2 separate regions of the Lactuca sativa genome follow, and region 1 is linked to region 2. A link is a contact called in public Hi-C data. All regions are on one chromosome and are shown on one strand. Each heading gives the region's core, a stretch centred on a gene start, on an enhancer-like site or on the middle of the called end of the contact. The rest is flanking DNA. Distances are from core to core; before and after follow the strand shown. Region 1 holds the start of LOC111882116 (pentatricopeptide repeat-containing protein At1g18900). Region 2 holds the start of LOC111882099 (zinc finger protein BRUTUS-like At1g18910).

Region 1 (7,255 bases), core at 794-3,293, 160 kb before region 2:
CGATCATGATATTGTAAGTCACTAGATTCGGGATACAACCTTGACTAACCATTTCACAAAATAACTTCAACGCTGCGTCTAAATGACCCGCTTTTCCCAAACAATTTATGATTACACTGAAAGTGAATGTATCGGGTGAAAGTCCGGCTTCTTGCATTCTTTGATACATACCCATGGCAATATCAAGATACCCTGCTTTCGCATGGATGTCAATTAGGGTACAATATGTAACCCTATCGGGTTTCACCCCTTCTTTTTGCATTTGATCGAAAATCTCGAGTGATTTTTTTAGAAAATTTGCACGTCCATAGCTATGGATTAACCGATTGTATGTGACAACATTTGGGGGGTATCCATCTCGAACCATTTGATCAAGTAATTTGTCAATTGACCCGAATTGTTTGGCCCGACCCAAGATCCCAACCATGGTTGTGTAAGTGTGACCATCGTGGTTAAACCCGGGTTGAGTTTTTAACCAGTAGAAAAAGTTAAGAGCTATTGAATGATCTTGAAGCTGTTTGAGTACTTGATTCGCTTGGTATACATCTAATGACCCGTTTAGATTCCATAACGCTTGTTCTATTCCCGGGCCCCACTTTGAATTTCTCAATATCTGACAAACTGTTTCCACCATATGACCCGAACCGGAAAACTGTCGACCCGGTTGTGAAACGGGTTTTGTTGATATTCCTCGTGTTACCATGAACTGGTTTACACAATCTTTTGATCTTTTCGTGTTTTGGTTTTGAAAGTTGGGGGCTGTTTTACCCGATGGTTTGCTTTTCGCGACACTTGTGGGGTTTTTTTGAGCAGATGTTTGTGGTTCAATTTTTTTGTACACTTTAACATTCGATGATTTATCACTTGAAGTTGTTTTTTCAGGAATAACTTTTTTGTAAGGTTTGACATTTGGAATAGGTCGGCCATGGTCAACCACATAGTTTTGACTTGACCCTTCGGTCATGGGTATCTTGTAGTTGACCACATCGTTTAGAAAGTTGACTGCTGCGATTCCTGCCCGAACAAAGTGCCCGGTTGTAAGACCAGATGGCTGGATTGAGGTGTCGATTTCATCAGCATAAGTTACACAATCGGGTTTTGACTTTGGTGTATGGTCAACTATGTTGGTATTGGGTGTAGTAGAAGATTTGGGCACAAAGGTGGATGATGATGTTGTTTGTGGATTTCGGGTTCTGTTTGTGTTGGGGATTTGCCTTTTGGAAGTGCAAGCTTCATCTTCTTGACAAGTGCATGAACTTCCATCTGCACTACATCTTGTTCCACTGAAGAAGAAAGATCTAGCTGATTGGGAAAGAACACCTAGCTGTTTTGTGCGCAACATTCTCTGCATAAATTGTATGAACAATTTAAGTTATACACTAAGATTTGTAAAGATCGCCATTTAGGCGTTTACTACCATAAAAAGACCTAATTTTGAAACTGAAACTCCCAATTGAAGATTGATCTCCATGATCGTTTTATTTTATTACACTCCCAATGATCGAATGATACTTGCAATCCTTTCGCCCTGAATTATTTCGATTTTGGTTCCAAAATGAGCCCAAAATTCGGATACGAATTGTGTCGGCTGTGAGGGAGCAATCAACAAGATATTCTAATGATCGAATTCAGGGCAAATTTAGCTCTGAAGATTTATTCATATTAGACCAAAAAATTTCAAGAAAGAACCCGTTTCTTCAAATGATCAGGATGGAACATAATACAGATTTAGGAAACATTTAACGAAAAGAAAAACCCTAATCAGGATCAATAAGGTAGCCCCATTTGACCAAGCAGTCAACATTTCAATGGCGAATGAAACCACATGAGAAAAGAAATGATTGATGCAATCAAATATGAAAGAAGATTGATTAGCTCATTACCTGAGATGGGTAGAGGAGGAAGATGAGAGAAACGATGTGGCGGCTACTTCTCCATAAGAGCAGTCAAGGCATGCGTTAATTTTGCAGGCCAAACAAATGGAAGGGGTTTTGTGTGAGATTTTTCTATTTATGTTAGTTGGGAGTGAATTGGTGGTATGTTTGTAAACCCTATATTGTGATTATTTTTTCTGTTGATTTTGGTATCCACGCGTTCCCACCTTCACGGATTTCTTCTCACTCCTACAATGCTTTTAGCAAACCCCTCTCTCATTTTCCTTTTACCTTTTCTTTTCTACTTTTTATTATATTTTTTGTTCCATGAAATTAAAATCTAACTCATTTATTAGTGATATTCGTCCAAATTTATATAATGTTGGAAGTAATGATAATTTTTAATTTTTTAAGTAAATAATCAATAATTTCAAAGTTTTACATTTTTCAAATTATTTTTTCATGATAAAAATAATTTCAAATTTTAATTTTATTTTACTGTAAAAGTAGTTTGAAATATCGAACTACATTCTCTTTCTGTAGAAAAATTAGGTTGAAATTCTTATTCACTTGGAATATCCATATGTAGGTCGAAATTCCAACGTGTTTATTATTTTTGAACTTGTTCTTCGTGTTTTTTATTGAATTTTGAACATGTTCATATTTTTGGATTGAATTTCTAACTTGTTTTCCGTTTTAAAAAATCAATTTTCTTCATTAAAAATGACGATTTGGGGGGAAAATAAGAAGAATGATGATGAGAAATAATACACAATAAGAAGAATGATGAATGCCTCAAAGTCTTTTATTGAAGCTTATTCTAAGTTCGAGACTCACTCATCGTTGTGGTTGATGGCATATTATTCTTGTCCTTCACTAGTGTGGTGATTTGTGGTGTTTCTCTAAGTCTATCGAGAGTTTGCATCTTCATGATTGGGCTTGCATCAACAGCAGGATTATTGTTGGTAGGTATTATAGGTAAGAAAACAAGAATGCAAAACAAAAAGTAATCAAAATTCACTCTTTGCTTAATTGGAAAAACTAACTCAAAACTAATGGTTTACAATCTGTTCTCATAATCATAAACTCAATTAGGGATATGAATATATAGCCTAACATAACAACTTGTATTAGAATAGGAAACTTATGACCAACTTGCCATAAAATGGATTGCTTGATCCTCAAACATAGGATTCCAACAATCACCCTCGAATCTATAAGTCCTTCTAGAGACGTCTTCAATCCCGATCACACTCCGTATTTCCTTGAACTTGTAAGAATTTCCGCCTTTTGTTCCTCCTCGGGAATGTACACCACCTCCACTTGTTTGTTTTCAGCATAATTTTTACCCGTGACAAATAAATCATCAAGATAATTTGCTAAAATTAGCAAGTTAGATTCTTCACTTTTTCGGTACACCGATGTTTCTTTCATGCACTTTTGAAATTTAATACTCTTGAAAATCCCATCAAGCTTCATGTTCCATGCTCGAGGTGCTTGTCTTAGACCATATAGTGCTTTTTGAGGCGATATACTTTATGCTTGATGCCTTTCTTTATATAGTCTTCCGGTTGCGATACGTAAACGGTTTCCTTCAATTCTACATGTAAGAACGTTGTTTTAACATCTAAGTGGTGAAGCTCCCACCCATGAGTAGTGGCTAAGGCTATAAGAAACCAAATGGTTTCAATTCGAACTACCAAAGCAAATACTTCTTGAAAATCAATATCGGGTTGTTGCACGTAACCTTTAGCAACCAACCTTTCCTTGTATTTATTAATGGTGTCGTCTGCATTTTTCTTCAATTTAAATATCCACTTGAGTCCAATTGGCTTCACCCCATAGGCTTGTTCACGAGAGTCCAAGTATTATTCTTGTTTATTGAATTAATTTATGCATTCATCACTTTAACCCACTCTGGTTCTTTCTTCGCTTCTTCAATCGATATCGGCTCATCATTCGTTATAAGAAGAAATTCTTCGAGATTATCAAGATCAAGCTCATAATCTTGAAATTGCCTTGGAGGTACTCTTGTTCTCAAGGGCTTTTGGTTTGCAGCTCCTTGTTGAATATTATTATTGACCGGACTTGGTTGTTCATTATCTTGTACTTCCGCTCCGCCTCCAAACTCATGATCTGATTCAGTTGGTTCAATTGGATTGTTATTTACATTGTTTCCTTGATTGTTGTTCATCTCGTCTTCTGGGTAGTCCCATGGTATTATGAATGAGCCTGATTCTTCATCGTTGGTACCTGCTTCTTTAATCCAATCACACCCTTTGGTTTCATCAAAAATAACGTCTTGACTCACAATTATTTTTTATGTCGTCGGGTTAAATAATCGATAAGCTTTTGTACCCAGTTTGGAACCAACATGCACTAGTGGTCTTGATCTTGCATCCAACTTCTTTAGATTCACCGGTTCAACTTTTGCATATGCTAGACACCCAAATATACAAACATTTTCTAAATTCGGTTTTCTTTTATACAACTTTTCGTATGGAGTTGTAGCACCAAGGACTCTTGTATAGACATGTTTGATTAGATTTGTAGAATGATTTACCGCTTCTCCCCATAAGTAGTTTGGAACACGCGTTGCCTTAATTATACTTCATTTCATGTCCATAAGTGTTCAGTTTCTTCGTTCCACAATTCTGTTTTATTGTGGAGAGTATGGGGCGGTAAAGTAGCGTTTGACTTCGTTTTGATCACAAAAAGAATTAAACTCGAGAGAAGTAAACTTGCCTCCTCGATTACTTATAAACACTTTTAAAGGCTTTCTAATTTCATTCTCCACCAAAGCTTTGAATTTTTGAAGTGTATAAATGCCTCACTTTTTTCTTTCATGAGATAAATCTACATCAATCATGAAAAATCATCAATTAGTGTGAAGACATATCAAATTTGACCCTTGGTTGCCAGCGTGATCGGACCACATAAATCACCATGAACTAATTCCAATGGTCGTTTTGCTTTGTATGTCGTCATAGATGGGAATGACTTTCTTGTTTGCTTGGCCACCAAGCAAGACTCACACAATTGATTCTCATGATCAAATTGGGGTAACCCTTTGACTAAACCCCTCTTGGAAATCTTCTTCATTGACTCGAAATTGATGTGCCCAAGTCTTGCATGCCATCACCACGTATTTTCAGTTAGTCTCGAATGAAGGCAAATAGGTACTCCAATTTGTAATTTTATTTTATAAAGGCAGTTTGGAGTTCTTTGTACCTTCATTAATAAGCAACTATCAGCATCATGCATGGTCAAATAGTTGTCTTTCATTCAAATATCACATCCGGCTTCGGTTGCTTGTCTGAGACTAATAATATTGTTCTTAGGATCTGGTATGTAGTAAATCCCCGTCATCAGCCTTTGTTGACCCCTTTTGCCTTGGAAAAATATATCACCTTTTCCTTTGATTTTTACACACAAATTATCTCCGAATTTAACCCTCCCAATTATGCCCTCATCAAGCTAGGAGAAAAATGATTGGTTTCCTGTCTTGTGATTGCTCGCCCCATTATCCAAATAGTACACACCGTTATCTTGGAAGTTGTATCGAGACGGTATCACCTTCTCTTCATTTAAAAACAAGGTCTCATGTAAAAATATGGCCATATCGATATCGTCAAATTCGACGATATTACTTTCTTGTAACTTTTGGATTCAGTCCGGGCATTGAAACACAAAGTGGCCTGGTTTATCGCACTGGTAAAAAATAATTTTGGGTCGATTTTTTTTCAGTTTACGGTTCGGATCAGAATTGGAGTTGGGCTTTTGATCAAAGTTGGGCCTATTTTGACCATTGGGGCGATTATCTCTCTATTTTGGTCCATGGGTCTGTCGAGACTTATACCCGTTTGATGGCCCACTTGAGTTATTTGATCTACCAGCCCCTTTCCTCCTTGAATCATTCTGCGACAACTTGTGACTACTCGAACCAACACCGCTGCTCAAACTACTATCGCTGGAAGACCTCACAAACATCACCCTCGTCAGCCCTTCTCCACTGTCATTAGCCTCCTTCATCCTCTCCTCGTAGGCTTTCAACCGCCCAACCACATCCTCGAAGGCCACCGTCTTCATCTCAAGGACATGCTCAAGGGAAGCCACGATATGGATGTATTTTCTTGGCAGCAACTTGAGGAATTTCTTCACCATCTTTGATTCTTTAATCGTCTCACCAAGTGATGCCGATTGTAGCGAAATTCTAGACAGTTTTCCAGTGAAATTGTCGATTGATTCTGTCTCGGTCATCTTCAGCCTATCGAAATCAGCACTGAGGGTTTGTAATCTTACTTCTTTCACCCTATCAGCCCCTACATAGCGAGACTTGATCGATTCCCACAAAACCTTCGAAGACTCGACATCGCTAAGTTGCATTATCAAGCTTTCTGGAATCGCCTGATAAAGCAACCTCATAGCAAGGTAATATTTCTCCTTGTTCTTGTCTGTTTTTGGATTGATCACAATCCAAGCCTCGTGAATTCTAAGCACCACCTTCATACGCAAGGACCAGACATTGTAATTGGTGGGTGTGAGCCTCGGACATGCAACAAAAGTCGCTCTGACCTCCTTGATTCTCACTGAAGGAGGCTGTATACCATCTTCACCATCCGACATGTTGACCTAGCTTGTCAACAAGTAACAAAATCGATCTCACAGCCTTTGGTTCCTTGACTCTTATACCAATTCTAGTTAAGAAAATGAGAATGCAAAACAAAAGGTAATCAAAATTCACTCTTTGATTAATTGGAAAAACTAACTCAAAACCAATATTTTACCATCAGTTCTCATAATCATAAACTTGATCATGGACAAGAATATATAGCCTAACATACCAACTTGTATTAGACTAGCAAACTTATGACCAACTTGCCATAAACTAGACTTGCCATAAACTGGATTGCTTGATCCTCAAACTTAGGATTCCAACAGGTATTTCTTGTGGAGTCCCTTGAATGGTGCCACTTGATGCCTCTCAGGTTTTCAGCTAAGGAGACATGTTTAGCATGGGGCTTGATTATCTCCTAACAACACCGAATGACGATCCTGACAACAAACACAAAGAACGCCAGTGCTTACTGGGAGAGTCGACTTCCAGGAAATGCACTGACCATCTAATTAATATCGACTTCGATTGATGTGTATATACATATAAGAATAAGTTTAATAGTATATGATTACTTACCTTTGTCTATGGTTTCTCGAATATATTTATCCTAGTTACGACTTCCCAGGAATATATGTTTTCTTATGTTAAGTAGGTGAGGGTCTTGTCACATTAAAAATTTGTAACATCTTGTTTTTCAGGTATTTTCATTTATGCTCTTGGTATGTAATTTGTTTGCAATTTGGCCCCTTGTAGTTTTTTTTGG
Region 2 (7,113 bases), core at 1,484-3,983:
TTACAACCTTCAAAAAATGGATATATGTCAAAAAAATTAAATAAAACAATTGTTTTCAGATTTAAATCTTTATATATACCTCTTGTAGGAATATATCTTTAGGGACAACTTCTCTAAGACATTGTAGAACATTTTCCCTTTCGTCTGAAGAGAGAAAGGAGTTCATCCACTGAAAAAAGTCTTCTAAGAGTAACATAGGAACACTACAGATGAACTGCCAGACGAATGACGCCTGTTCCTCTGTAGTGAACTGCTGAGTCAGCAATGGAAAAACCTGTTCCATTGTAAATGTTCATATGAATTCAACCAATGATGTGTTTTGAGTCGAATAATGATCAAGTAGTAAATTTAAATGGAGTTCACAAGAGAAGTTCAGTGTAAAGCTTAATAGGATATGGTTGTAAGGAATCCACGTTGAACAAATTAGCATTTCATTATCTGACTCAACACTTTTAAGTCATGGATGATAATAGACCTCTCTACGAAAGATGAAAGTTTAAAAACTTTATATCACTTGAACAGACGTATGGTGGTGGTAGAGATAGGAGATAATTAACTTTATATCTCTTGCACATACTATGTCAGCTTACACTTTATATCACATAACATTTTATGAAAAGTCAAGTGATTTTGCAGAAAAAAAAAAGTTTCTTAAATAAATATTTCACAAACTTCTATCTTCATAGTCATTTTATGTATTTATTTAAACCACAATCATTTTGTAATAATAACCCATCTATCTTTGATCATTTTAATAAGCTTCTTCTATTTTGAAAAAACTGAATTAAACAAGGGTCAATAATACCGACCAAAATGTAGAATTTTACCGGCTATTGCCTGTTTAGGTTTTGGGTCTTCTCCAACAGATCTCCGGCGACACTGCAACCCCTCGCACCCCACTGGGTTAAGGTGTAGGCAATGAAACGAAGATGAGATATTTGTGGGCTTGTGATTATAAAGATTGCGGTGGTTTAGGCAATCGCCGGAATCTCCTGCCGCCGTCGCCATCGGAGGACCACTTATCGCCCTTACTCTGTTTGCAACAACTGCAATGGTTTTAATCACCGCTACACTACTTTATTCTGCTGTTGTGTGCAGCAGACTTTATATTTGTGGCAGCGGTGGTGGAATTTGTTCCGGTGGCTGTGACGGCAATGGCGGGCATTGCGGCGTTTGGATGGTTTCTCCCGTCAGTCAGGTAGAGGTGGCAACCACTGCTCTGGGTCTGGCCATCTGTTCTTTACAAACAGATCTTTCTCGCATTCCTTTTTCGTTTCAATCTCGATCTCTCCACATAACCCTAATCTTTGTCTTTTGATTCATAAAATTAGGCCATCGAATTCAAGCTAACTACCAAGAAAAGGTTTTGGTTTCTGTAGTTGATTGATCCATAATCCTAGAGTGCAACATTTTCAGATATTCTAACGAAACCCTTGCAAAAGACTGGATGCATTTAACTTATTGTGGAATGTTGAGATTAATTGGTATCTATATTCCGAAATTCAATAATATTGTGTTTTTGTTATGATATATTTAAAGGGAAAGTTTCAGAGTTGTACTATATTTCAGTGCAAATAATTCCAAATTTGTAGTTAGCCAAGTCTATTAGAAGGTAATGTGTGTTTATACAGAGCTGTTTAATCATGGTCTTTGTTTCCTTCAAGCATAAGGACCTCATGCCAAATTAGTACGTATATATGTAGCATAATCGTACAAATGAAAATGGGATCTCAGGACAAATGCCCATAATCTCCACAAATGAGGAACCCAATTTAATATGATTGTGAGCATTAAGCAAGAATGTGTGTCATACCTGTTCTTCTTCTTTGGCCATATGTTTGCAAATGCTGGATTGCAATGTACAGATGAAGTACACAAGTTCTTGAAATGGCTTGGAAATAGACCTTTCATCTTCCTTCTCCAAAACATCTAAATAATGGAAAATCGAGTCCAAAATATCCTCTGAGCTTGTGTGCTCAAGTGAATACGCAGACACCACATTCTTTACATGTACATCCAGAGCTCTAAAAATCACCTGAAATTAATCAAGTGAAATGTGCCTAAAAACCTCAAATATCATCATAGTCAATTGGATTACTTAAGCATTTAGCTCACAAACAATCAATTCGAAACAAATCCTTAATTATAAGCAGAAAAATTCAAAGTTTAAAAGTCAACCCGAGGGAAAAGTTCATGAAAAAGGTAATAAGCTATTCGACGGTGGTTTCAACATAGAGTAATTAGTGTCGGTGTTAAATTATTAGTAAACAGAAATCAGATTCAGGAAAATGAAGAAACCTCATCTTCAGCAACGGAGTGATACTTATTAACAAGCTTCAGAAACTCAAATCTACGGCGGAGTTCCTGAATCAAGTCAACACCGTAGATCCTGCTGTCCAACGCCTCCGCCGCAGTACGACGGAGGTCAGTAACTTCTTCACGAAGAGCATTGTGAAAGTGCAACAACAAGAGAACAGGAGCTTCACGGAGTCGAACACCAGGGATAACAGCAAGTTCAAATGCCGACGACATAAGACTGAGAGAGAGGGAGATGTCAACGCTTTGCGATTACTTCAGGCGGTATCTCCGCCTCCTCCTGAGGGGCGGAATTGAGCTAGTCGTCGTCAGCCATAAAAACGTCGACCACCGCCGCATAACACAGAAAACGACGAGAGAGACAAAGGGAAGTTCCGGCATGGAAGTTGTGGTGAATATAACGACCACTGCAGAGTCTCAGGCATTATCTCTCTGGCATTGGCCGTTCAAAGCTTCGTGCGGTATTTTATTTATTTTTAATTATTTATTTTTGGAATTATTAAATTTGGTCGTTTGTGTAACGACGGTGTGATGATTGAGATGTTGTACCTAACGGCCTTCGCCTCCTATTTTTTAACGGGGGGATGCTTCCACGTTTGTCTGTAGGTTAGAGATGAAGAGGCGTTGAACATGCTGTTCCACGGTTTACTCTTTGCACGCGCCTCTAGACCTAAATCAAATAATATTTAGAGAAAAGAAAAAACTATTTTCTTTAATTTTGTATTACAAAATAATGAAAAAATTAAGGACAATTATTGTCACCCATTTTAGGAATAAAAAATTGAAAATTTTTTCATAAAAGTTTTGAGTCTATGTTATTTTTTACATTTAACATTTCATTTATTAATTTGTTATAATTTTAACTATATTGACTAGGTTGTCTGTTGACGTGTTATGATGATGTAAATTTTCAAACTATGTTTTTTTTTTCAATTTTGGCACATAGTTTGTTCAAAATCGAACATTATTTTTTTTAATTTCTTTTTTAATGTTGTCATTTTTTTATTCCGAATCGAACATCATTTTTTTTTAATTTTGTACGTTTTAAAAACGACACTTCATTTTCTTGTTTAATATTGTTTTTTTACAATTGAAATTGTATAAATAATTTTTTTATATTTGAAACCACATAAATATATTTTTTTATTGATAATATGGTTTTTGCATTTTAAAACCATATCTTTTTTTTGTATATATACAATGTTATTTATATTTAAATCATAATGTTATTTATAAATATGTATTAATTATATTATAGCTGTATTTTTCATATATTGTTTGATTATGTGGCGCTGGCGTGACAAGATAACTGATTAACTTGAAACCACATTTTGGATAATCCAATAAAACTTAATTTGGATTTCATATAAAATCTAAAATTCCGAAACAAAAATACATTTAGCCTCTTTGATATTCTTTGAGAGAAGATTTTTGCATAGTAATGTTAAGTGGAGAAAAAGTATATATATGTAAGAACCAAAAATCATAAATATATATAACGAACGGTCACTTGGTAATTAAAGCAACCCCAAACCCTCGTGTTCTTGAGATTAAATTAGATTATCTTACTATTTGCATCTCCAAGCTCATATAAAAGTTGTCTATTTGATGATAAGTACGATTATAATATAATTAATATATTTGTACATAACATTATGGTTTAAATGTAAAAAGAACATTGTATTTATATAAAAATGTGGTTTTTAAATAAATATATATACATACATACATATATATATATATATATATATATATATATATATATACATACATATATATATATATATATATATATATATATATATATATATATATATATATATATACACGGTTTCAAATGTAAAGAAAAATAATTTATATGATTTCAAATGGAAAGGGGTCAATATTGAACAAGATTAGGATTGATGTTTGATTTTTGAATAAATTAATATTCTTGAAGTGGTACTAAACATGTAAACGGGGAACACAATGATTAACTAATGAAATGACTAATTAAGGTCTCCACTTAATGATCCCAAAACAAACAAAGACTTGTATTGCTTAAGTTCCGAAACACAAAACAAACTAAATTAAATATGCTCAAGCCAGTTCATTTGCAAATCTATTGCCTTTGACCTTATGTGACTATCATAGTTGATCCTTTGACCTTGTCTGACTATCATACTTGATCAATGACATTTGCTTGGAGAATGGATCGACAAGTTCAATGATACTGACTTGTCAAGCTTAAGGCATACGAGTCGCCAAACTTGGTACATGATATAAAATACAAGATCGATCTCTTAGTAAAAACATGTGGGACTCAGCTCATTTCCTCTATCTCAACAGTAGAACTAAGACATTAACATTGCTCAATGCCATGACATGCTTTATAAGCACGGGTCCCCAGACTTGGTACATGACATAACATACAAGGTCAATAATTCATTTTATGATGAAACATAAAAATGATAGACAAATATCTCTAAGAAAACAACTGTATATCATAATTATTTAATCTCATATTCGACCACATACATTCATATATTTTTAAGCACGGTTCTACCAAAAAACATATATGATCAACCAAATACCATATAAAGAACTGCGCATCACATAAATATTCACATTTCATATATAAGCAACCTTTATTTATTTAACATTTTATTAATAACCATTGTTTTGTTATATATTCAACATTTTAATGTACAACTAACATTTTGTTATTTATTCAACTTTTATTATATTTATCCAACCGATTGATAGACAATTGTAACGCCCCGTTCTTGAAATATCTATATATGGGATCCCGAGAGCAAGAGTAAGGGCGTTTCGGTCCTTGATGTGGATATAGACTTTAGCGGGAACGGCTTGATGGAGGGGATTAACAAAGGGGCACCATGCATGCCTTGCATGCGCGCTTGTGGTTGGCTGGGTACGCCCAACGTAAGCTGGATGTACGCCCAACGTAGTGGAGGAAAGGAACACGGAGGTCTCTTGGCGTACGCCCAGCGTACGTCTGTCATCTAGAAACCCTAAATTTAGGGTCAGCCACTATATAAGGAACATAATGGTTCTTACCCTAGCCTCCATAAGCACTCTCTTAACCTCAGAAACCCTAGATAGCAGTCCCACCTCCATTGTGGGTGTGTTTGGCCTTGGAAAGCTTGTTTTGGCAAAAGAGAGTCTTGAAGAAGAAAGAGGAAGTTGTCAAAGAAGGAGTTGTGTGGCTGGAGCTTGTAGATCTGGAAAGACATCATATTCTGAGGCTCTTTTGAGGTAAAAAGTCTCTAGCTTGGCAATCATATTGTGTAGATATATGTCTAGTGAAGTTTTAACATCATTCTTGTCCCAAAAACCCTCATCTTGATGCATGTTTCAAGTTGGTTGAGATTAGCTGTCCTTTTAGACCTTAAGAGAGGTCTTGAGTAAGAAAAATGAGGTCCCAAGGGCTTTGGTAGTCTCACATTTGTTATAGATAGGTCTTATTGGATTAAGACCTTGGATTAAGAGCTTTATGGACGTCCCAAGTAATAAAGTTTGAGACTTTATGAATCCTAGGCATATTTGGTCTATGGATTTGAAGTTTGGACTTAAGAGATAAAGCCATTAAGATCTTATGAGAAGTTGTAGTTCAGCGGACTTACGCCCAGCGTAGTGGGTCTGTGTCCCGATTCTAATTCGCAAGCATCGTGGTACGCCCAGCGTACCAGAGAGGGTACGCCCAACGTACTCCCTCTATTGGGTTTTCATTTTGGGCCTTAGGAGATTGGGCTGTTATTGGGCTGCTAGATCTTGGGTCGTGACTGGACATTATGGATGGAGTATTGTGGACTCACTAATTATTATGGACCTTGGATCTAGGCCCATTTGGTGAGGTGGGCCCAATTTAGTAAATTGGGCCAATATTAGGCTTTGCTTCAGACTTTTGGTCTTTGGGCCATTAATGGGCTTGAGAGCTTATCTAGTGATGGGCCTTTCATATTTTGATTGTGGGCCTTAGTCATGGACCGGATTGAGTTAAGGGTAAATTGGTCAATTTACCCTTGGAAGGATATTGTATTTGGTCTAATGGTTATTTTGCTGCTTCGGATAGTTCGGGATTTTCGGTGAGGCGGTGATTCGGGAATCTACTTCTTCATTTCAGAGTTTCGGCAGTTGCGAGGTGAGTTATCCTCACTATATCAACAGGGTCTACGGCACCAAGGCCGGCCCTTTATCGGATTGTAATCCGGGTATCGTTGTTATATTATTGCTTGGCTATGTTTGCATCCTGGTAGTTAGGATGGTATTTGTTAGATACCTGGTTAAGGTCGGTATCCTAGTATATAGGATGATGCTATGCTAGTGACCGGTTAGGTCGGTATCCTGTTTAGAGTATGACATGCTATGTGATCTGTAGATTGGTTTGATTGGATATGCATTGTATATGATTGTATGTTTATCTGCACATGGTTGTTGGACGGGGATTGGGTTGAGGCGGGTCCTGCTTTGTGTTGTAGGCCAACACACCCAGGATGGACCGGTTATCCCGAAGGCCCAGCGAGCGGTCTGGATAGGCTGTAGGCCCCAAGAGGGTGGACCAGATGTGCCGAGGCTCAGAGAGTGGACCAGGCCGACTGAAGGCCCAGTGCGGGCGGACCAGTCATACTGTAGACGCAAAGAGTGGACCAGATGGGTTGAAGGTCCGGTGCGGGCGGACAAACCACACTGCATACTCGATGGACATGGCTAGACTCGGGGGGTGGACCAGGTAGACTGAAGGCCCGGTGAGGCGGACCAGTCACACAGTAGACCTAAAGTGCATGGTTGTTCTAT

The links. A called contact is a pair of places that touch in the nucleus more often than the background predicts.
Region 1: a contact with region 2 is called in a Hi-C map of seed, with 2.6 times the contacts expected there. The contact joins the promoter of LOC111882116 here to the promoter of LOC111882099 in region 2. A contact is called at or near these places in 2 of 4 Hi-C or Micro-C datasets (leaf and seed).

Annotation. Positions count from the first base shown.
Region 1 is chr4:193,638,318-193,645,572 of Lsat_Salinas_v11, reverse strand. It overlaps LOC111882116 (pentatricopeptide repeat-containing protein At1g18900), which reads right to left and starts at 2,043. Exons shown (of 2, transcript XM_023878483.3): 1 at 1,884-2,043; 2 at 1-1,345. The coding sequence starts at 1,342.
Region 2 is chr4:193,475,735-193,482,847 of Lsat_Salinas_v11, reverse strand. LOC111882099 (zinc finger protein BRUTUS-like At1g18910) reads right to left here and starts at 2,733. Exons shown (of 13, transcript XM_023878462.3): 1 at 2,299-2,733; 2 at 1,814-2,035; 3 at 80-274; 4 at 1-7. The coding sequence starts at 2,532. LOC122197381 (a long non-coding RNA gene) reads left to right here and starts at 2,645. Exons shown (of 2, transcript XR_006190770.2): 1 at 2,645-2,777; 2 at 2,923-2,969.